Linked DNA regions of Pan troglodytes: region 2 is linked to region 1. A link is a contact called in public Hi-C data. All regions are on one chromosome and are shown on one strand. The core of a region is the stretch at or near the end of the contact, and the rest is flanking DNA. Distances in the headings are between cores, read along the strand shown.

Region 1 (4,237 bases), core at 1,684-4,183:
CATGAGAGGTCTGGCTGATGAGGCTCATCATGCCCATTTTGCAGCTGAGAAAACTGAGAGGAGACATCCATTGCCAGAGCTCATCTAGCTGCAGAATGGCAGAGCAGGAAACTCTGGCTGGGTCCTGTTTTCCAGCTCAGCCTCGCGAGGTAGAGCCGCCTACCCCTCAAGCAGCCCCATCCCTGGGGCTCTGACATGCTCTGGCTCTGTTCCTTGAGGCTGGCCTGGCTCTTGTCCACTCACTCTGCATACCTACTCTTGGGTAGCCTTGGGCAAGTTCCTTAAACTCTCTGGGCCTCAGCTTCCTCATCTGGAAAATGGGGATAATAGAAGTACCTGCTTCATTGGCTTCTGGTGAGGAGGAAGTGAGCTAATAAACGTGCAAGGTGTTGAGGGCATGGCCTGGTACACAGTAAATATTCCCTGGTGTCATACAGCTGGTTTATATTCTCCCACTCATCCTCCTCCTCACATCGGAAGGACTCTTCTGAAACTCACCTTTGCAGATGCTGATGCCACCTCCCCTTTCCGGAAGCTCATTCTCATCGACAGGATTCTGTGTCCTCCGGCCCAACTCACCTGTGAGTGCCATGGCCATTGGCCTGGGGCCTCATGCTGGCGGGTTTTATTCTTCCTTCCCACTGACATCTCATGCCTGCAGGTCTCAGGGGAATGTGGCATAACCAGGCAGAACGGGGCAGAGGTCGAGTGAGTGACATGCGCTCACCATTCTGGGCTCTGCGCACTAATGACTCCCACGTGTCTTGGCTCATGGTTCAGAGAATGCCTTTTTTTTCAGCACGTCTCCATCATCCCCATATGCGTTGGGGCACATTTCTCCTTGGGAAATGCTTTGTTTGGGCAGGTAACAAGTTCCCTGATCGGGGATGACGGCACGCAGAGGCTGAAGGATGAAGACAGAAGTCAGGTGCTGGGAGCTGGATTTGGAAGGGACCATGTCTAAGGTCCTCTTGGGTCCTGTGAATCTGAGTGTATTTGTGGTTCCCTTATTTCTACAGGCCTTTCCCCTTGCAGCATTAAGTGGGGCTTTCCTTTGCTGATCGGAGCCCAAAGATGGGGAATTTGTTGGCTGGAATGACTGCCTCACACTCTCTGGCTCCTCCCTGTCCCCAGCCACACATTTGCACTGCATCTTGAAGTCAGAGGAATGCTTCTCAGATATTAGGTTTTGAACCAATCTAAATAATAATCTGGCCATGTCATTTTCTTCTTCAGAAGCTGGCAGAGGGCCCACTGTGCTCATGTTTGGAGTCTTTTGCATGATCAGGCCCCCACTGCATTGCTGGCCACACTGCACTCTTAAGGTGTCCCCGCACTGGGGTCATTGCACGCAGAGACCTGTAGCTCTCCTGCCCACCCTCATGCTCTTCTCTTGGCTAACACACCCTGGTCCTTCAGGTCCCAGTTCAGATATCACCTCCTCCAGAAGCCTTTCCTAACACCAGAGACTGGGTCCAGGGCCCTGCTAGGTGCCTGTCTATCTCCATCCCAGCCCTCATCAACCTGAATTGTAATCCTCATGAATCTGTCTCCTTCACTGATGGAGGGCTCTTTGCGGACATCTTGGTGTCTCCAGCATCTAACACAGAGTTGGACCTCAGGGTCCCAGGCCTGACCCTGCCGTTCACTGGCTCCAGTGGCCACTCTCAGTTATCTGAGGTTAGTGTGTGAATCAAAATCCCTACCTGATGCAAGGCAAAATGAGGTACAAGGCCGGGCATGGTGGCTCATGCCTATAATCCCAGCACTTTGGGAGGCCGAGGGTGGTGGATCACCTGAAGTCAGGAGTTTGAGACCAGCCTGGCCAACATCGTGAAACCCCATCTCTACTAAAAATACAAAAATTAGCTGGGTGTGGCAGCACGTGCCTGTAGCCCCATCTACTTGGGAGGCTGAGGCAGGAGAATTGCTTGAACTCAGGAGGCAGATGTTGCAGTGAGCCAAGAGTGCACCACTGCACTCCAGCCTGGGTGACAGAGCAAACTCCATCTCAAAAAACAAACAAAAAACACAAAAAAACAAAAAATCCAAAAAAAAACCCCAAAACCCACCATGGTACAAACCATTGTAACATAAGGTAATGTAGGCATATACTTAACCATTTTCAGAGCTCTCCATTATCTTGTGACATCTCAGTACCCGTCCCCTGAGCTAGGCTGGGCTGGGGTTATTATTTCCATCTCCGTCTGAGAGAACTGATGCTCTGAGAGTGGAAGTGACTTGTAGCACATCTGGCAAGAGGCAGGAGGAGCTGGTGCAAAGCTGGCCTCTGACCTCCTGCTACTGTAAAGAGCTTGAGTGACCAGGGAAGATGTCTCCGGGAGGCAGCATTTCTGCTGTGCTTCGAAGTCTGGGAGGGACTGGAAAGAGGAGACAGGGGCAGGCAGGGAGGTGTCAGGAGGGAGAGGGGCAGCCTGAGGTGGGAAACTGGGATGAGAGAAGAACTGGGTGCTCCTGGCCTCTCAGAGCCTGGGCAAGGAGGCTCAAGAGTTAGGTTGGGACTAGATCCTGGTGACCTCTGGAAGCCAGACCGAGGATTGAACTTAATCCCTAGGCTACAGAAAGCTGTCGAAGGCATTTGAGCAGGAAAGAGGCCTCGCCCCAAAGGAGGATGAATGCGGGGGCTGGGAGGCCACTGAAAAGGTGGTAGCGACGTCCATGCAGGAGACGGTGCGCTGGTGGGTGGCAGCGAGCTGGAATGGAGGACATACCTACTACCTCTCTTTGTCCTCTGTCTGACCTTGGCGGGGGTTCCCCAGGATGCATTCGCATTCGGCCAGTGGTCTCTGCCTCAGAGGCGGCAGCTGGTGGGTGGCCCTCCTTCAGAGGGTCGGGGGCTGCTGTCAGGGGTGCTTGGTTGGGAGAATGGGGGGAGGGGAGAGGGGCTGCTGGAGGTGCGAGCAGCAGCTGCTGCCTCTGACTTCCACAGGGGGTCAGTGTAACATTAAAGTTCCTCCCGACTGCTCTGCCCCATGCAACCCCAATGGAGGCCCTTTGGCTCAGGAATCTGGGTCAGCTGGTTATATTTGGAATCCTTGGTGGGCAGGCACAAGGCCAGGTGGGCTGGGGGATTCTGAGCCACTTGAGAATCAATTTTGTTTGTTTTCCTTTTGGTTTTGTTTTTAGAGTTTCAGAAGAATCCAAGAATGCCAGGGACTGATTTGTAAACACATGTCTGTAACATGCAGCGGACAGAGCCCCTTCTTCCTGAAGCCCCCAGTGGGCTTGAAGCCATTCTTGTCAGAGACCCCTCTGCCTCTGTCTTCATCTGGGAAGATGGTTTCCACCTAGAGGGCAAATGACAGATTCCAGGGCCCTAGGAGGTCTCCAAGATTGGTTAGATGATCCTGCACATTTTACAACTTTATTGCTTGGTGGTGAGAAAGTTGAGAAACTGAGACCAGACAGGGTAGTCTAATTTGCTGAAGGCCTTGTAGTAAGTTGGTGGTGAATTCAGGTTAGAATCTTGGTCTACTAACCCCCCAAATGGCTCTCCTAACCCCCAATGTCTCTCTGATGTCAGTGGAACCAGCCTGGGATGACAACGTCACCTTCAGCAAAGAACACTCAGATTTACATAATCAGCTGTCATTTACACAGCAGTTCCCATCCACTTTCTCAGTGGACACTCAGTAAGCTTCCGAGAATGGGTGCTTTTCTCTTGTGGAAACTGAGGCCGAGAAGAAGTTGAGGGACTCCCCAGCCAGTCAGGCTTCCTGACCTCAAGCAGGGAGTTTCTTGGAAGATGTCAGTTGTCCCAAACTCTAGTGCATACCAGAATCTCTTGGGAGATCTTGTATAAAATGTGGGTCCCTGAGCCCCACCTCCAGGGGTTCTGTTTCACTAGGCTTGGGGTAGGGCCTGGAGATCTGCTTTCTAGACCACGCCCCAAGGACTTCTGAAGCAGGTTGTTGGCAGATCATACTTGGAGACGACTGTGGCCTCGCCCGGGGCTTCTCAGACTTTAGCGTGTATAGCCAACACCTGGGCATCAAGTTCAAAAAAACAGATGCTGGTGAGGTTCCAGAGAAGAAGGAACACTTATACACTGTTGGTGGGAGTGTAAATTAGTTCAACCATTGTGGATAGCAGTGTGGCGATTCCTCAAAGAGCTAAAAACAGAATTACCATTTGACACAGCAATCCCATTACTGGGTGTATTGGTCTGTTCTTGCATTGCTATAAAGAAATACCTGAGGCTGGGTAGTTTATAAGG
Region 2 (4,140 bases), core at 28-2,527, 370 kb after region 1:
ATTCTGTGTATCACGGATCTACCCAGGAATGTGGACTCAGCCATTCAATGTCATTAAAGTCAAAGACATTCTATCCTATCCTGTTACTGTGAAAGAAATTGAAGACACACAATAAGAGCATTTGACTTGGTGCATATCAGGGATTTATTCAACAAGTCCGAACTCTGTGCCAGGAGAGCAGTACAGTGTGGAACTAGAGTTGAGGCTTTGGAATCGGTCCTGTGTTTGGAGACTGGACTCACCACAAATGGGCTGAGTAAACATTGGCAAGCTGTTTCACTTCTTTGAACTCCAGTTTGCTCATCTCTGAAAGGGGACACAAAAATGCTAGCTTTGTTGCATTGTTTCTAATATGAAATAAGGAAGTATAAGCAGGGTGGCTTGTGCTCAATAAATGTTGGCCTTGTCTCCTTGTACTTCCATCAGCACCATGCTGGGAAGTGCATTAGAACAACTATCTTGAAGGAGCTCACAGTGTGGACATAAGTTGTGGGAGGTCAGGTACAAGTTTTCTCTAGTTCTGTGTTGTATCCTTAGGTCTCAGCACTATATGTGTCCCATAGTCCACACTTGACAAGTATTTGTTGCTTACCAACTCAATATACATGGATTTCAGGAACATAAATCTGAGGCAGAACATGATCCACCTCTTGGGAGTAGTCAGGACAGCAAATGGCAGTGACTGCATTCATACTGGAGTTTTGATGATGACCAGGATCTAGGAAGAGGGAACAGCATTACAAAGACGCAGATGGCAAGGAACAGCACACTGAGTGATATTGTTGGGGCATAAAGTAAAAGGTGACAGAGAAGGGGTGATGGGACATGTGGCTGGAGCAGTAGGCAGGGGCCAGGGCATGGAGGACTTTGAACTTGACTCTGTGCATTTCAAGCCCACATGATTGAAATCATTCAGCGGTTCTGTGGGAACCACTGAAGGGCTTTGTTCAGAGGTGTAGCGTAGTCATACTTGCATTTTGGAAAGATCACCTGGGATGAACAGGGAGACACAAAAGTAGAGGCAAGGAAACCAGTTAGGAGACTGTTGCCATGAGCTTGGGAGGCAGTAACCATTAAGATCATGACGATGGGAGTGCAAGGAAGAGAATATCTAAGGGTAGTTGAAGCTGCACAGATTATAGGACTCAGTTGTCACTTGGTGGCTGGTGCAAGTCCTGGGGCCTACAACCTACTTGGAAACAAAAGGGTAACCTTTGGATTCTATCCCCACTCAGTAGGATGGGAGGCCTCTTGCATTTCCTAATGAGGGCGGGGCAATGCACTGCCCTGCTGGAGGTTCCTTCCCAGAGGTGTCTGTTAAGGGCAGAGGAATCGCTGTGCCATCTCTTTATTCACCAGGGCTGTCAATCTGGAAAACAAAGGTGTTGTCAAACTGCCTTATTGAGAAGTAGTTTAAATTAACCTTGACAGGTAGATTAATAAATAATAAGGCCTGAATGGCTTATAAAAAAATCAATTACACTATAAATTTTAGAAGAGCACGTGCTCAGCTCCAACCTAGTGAAGCTGCAGCATTCTTGAACCAAATGTGCCCAAAGTCAATTCCAGGCAATTTTATTTTTTGGGAGATTAGACAGGATGCATTCAGTGGTGCAGATTACTGTACATTCTGGAATGGCTAAGGGATATTTAGTGGGTGAGTATGATTTGTAGAAAACAAGATAATTTACTCTCATTCGCCTACCTGTAATGTGTAGCACGTGATTCCGGCATGTCTCTCTTTGCATAATAATTCTGCTTTGCCTGGGCTGGAAGGAACCCAAGGGTCATGTGACCTAGTAATTCTCAAACCTTCCAGACTAATATTTTGTGATGCTACCTTTATTATCCTGAAATGGGATTCATAAATTATATAACCCGCCTAGACATCTCATTTTAAAAATCTATATAATGCCCAAACTGCAAAGTCAATGAAAAATAAAAAGCAAAGTAATTTATAATAAAATAATATGTATGTTGATAAGTGAATGAGTGGATGTGACTAGATTGGAAGACATAATAGCAGACAGATGATTGCTTGATAGTTACTGAAATGGATGTGTGGAATTGGCCACTCAAATACACGAACAGCATGGCCTTTCGAGTTGTAATTTTCTGAAACAGTAGCTATCTGAACAAACAAAGCACAATTTCTTCTGGATTTGCATGATACCGGCATCCAGGAAAATTCAGTGTATATACATGTATGTTACAATCATGCAAAAATGCTTTCTCTATGTGTGAATTGGAACTAGGATCTAGACCCAGATAATTACAACGTAGACTTTTCATTTATATGTCAGGTGAAACATCCCAAAATTGAGTGGGGTGTGGTCGAGTTCTTCATTGGCTCGGTCTTCTCTTTTGCTGCAGGCTGTCTAGCATCCAAACTCCAGTGGAATCCCTTCTATCTGTTGTGACAACCAAAACTGCCCTGGAACTATCCAAATCATCCTTTAGAGGTACAGTTGCCCATACTGAGATCAATAGTTCTTATTTAACCTCCTCATGGTTTGGATGGAGATACAAAAAGCCACGAAGGGGAAGAACTTGTTCCTGGTAAACAGAGGTTGGAACCCAGGTCTCATGTCTGCTGGCCCAGTGCTGTCCCACTGGCCTGACTCTCCTGCAAAGTTGGTCCTCCCGCAAATGTCTTCGAAATCTCGTCTATAGAGAGATCCTTTTGTTCAATGGAGGTTCAGCCCTTATCCTGGCCAGTGTGAATTCTGGGCTTCTGTACTGTGTGTATATTCTTAAAGTGAGATGCATCTGCATTTTAACATTTTTTGTGCCTATTTTCTAATCATTCTCAGCACAGGTGTGTAAAGGACTGAGGATAACACTGTATGCCTTGTGATCTACAGAGCATTGGAAACACTTTCTGCATCAACATTTCTTCCCACCGACTGGCTAGGATGCCTAGAATTTCCCCATACCTTTGAGTAAAGCCATTTAAAGTTTCCTTTAAAATGCAAACACTTTTGATTTACTCACATGAATTCTTCAGTGACCTCTTAGGTCCTCAGTTGCTTTATCTATATAATAGGGATAACACACCTACTTCATAACCGTTATGAAGATTAAATGTGATTAATGAATAAAATTAAAACACTTATGATATAGTAAGTGGCAAAACCTTGTTTATCTTCCTACCTCTTCACAAAGAGGTCTGGTGGGTATAAGGCGCACATACTGCTACCCACTCCCACCAATCTCAAGGCAGACATCACCAATTTATTTCAGCACTCTTATGCATGGACACCAACACGGCCTTGGGTAACTTCTTGGATTAGAACTCCAGGCAGCCAAGACTAATTGGAATCAGCACAGGAATTGAAAGCTTTCTTTATCTTTGCTTTAGCTAATTGCTGGACATTAACTCCCTTTATGTTAATGAGAGATGAGATAATCCCTCAGCTACCAGAGCCTGGAGGGACAGAGAAAGTTTTATGGAGAAGCAAAAGATGACAGAGAAAGAAGGAAAGGTACGTCAGAATGTCCAAGAGCAGGGCACTGAGCTGCTGGCACACAGCATAAGCCCTGCCTTCAGAAGTTAATAAGCCACATGCAAGGCACCTAGCATGCGCCTGTCACACATGGGTGCTCAATATCCAATGGTCCTTTTCCTGCTTGTTCGCTTCCCTCACTGTTTGGTCAGGTCTCCGAAATAAGGCACCTTGCTGCCATATTGCCCATAGAGTTCAACCCAACTTTAATGATAATTAAGAATCATTGGGCTGAGCACGGTGGCTGGGTGTAATCCCAGCACTTTGGGAGGCCAAGGCGGGCGGATCACGAGGTCAGGAGATGGAGACCATCCTGGCTAACATGGTGAAACCCCTTCTCAACTAAAAAAAAAAAAAAAAGGCCAGGCGTGGTGGCGGGTGCTTGTAGTCCTAGCTACTCGGGAGGCTGAGGCAGGAGAATGGCGTGAACCCGGGAGGTGGAGCTTGCATTGAGCCGAGATTGTGCCACTGCACTCCAGCCTGGGCGACAGAGTGGAGACTCCGTCTCAAAAAAACAAAAAACAAAAAACAAAAACAGAATCATTGGCCAGGTGTGGTGGCTCACACTTGTAATCCCAGCACTTTGGGAGGCTGAGGTGGGCGGATCACAAGGTCAGGAGATTGAGACCATCCT

What was found. Hi-C and Micro-C count contacts between places; a contact is called where the count stands out from the background.
Region 2: a contact with region 1 is called in a Hi-C map of induced pluripotent stem cells, with 2.9 times the contacts expected there. The contact joins two enhancer-like sites. A contact is called at or near these places in 1 of 7 Hi-C or Micro-C datasets (induced pluripotent stem cells) and 1 of 1 other capture datasets (stem cell-derived neural stem cells).

What each region holds. Positions count from the first base shown.
Region 1 is chr11:18,087,333-18,091,569 of NHGRI_mPanTro3-v2.0_pri, forward strand. No RefSeq gene overlaps it. Among named protein-coding and RNA genes, the nearest start is that of MIR147A, 110 kb to the right of the region's middle. Within about 2 kb of position 2,934, at least 5 of the 24 cell types and tissues checked have an H3K27ac peak or open chromatin away from gene starts, as enhancers often do. A contact at or near this core is called in induced pluripotent stem cells, where this site is marked.
Region 2 is chr11:18,463,279-18,467,418 of NHGRI_mPanTro3-v2.0_pri, forward strand. No RefSeq gene overlaps it. Among named protein-coding and RNA genes, the nearest start is that of MIR147A, 270 kb to the left of the region's middle. Within about 2 kb of position 1,278, at least 1 of the 24 cell types and tissues checked has an H3K27ac peak or open chromatin away from gene starts, as enhancers often do. A contact at or near this core is called in induced pluripotent stem cells, where this site is marked.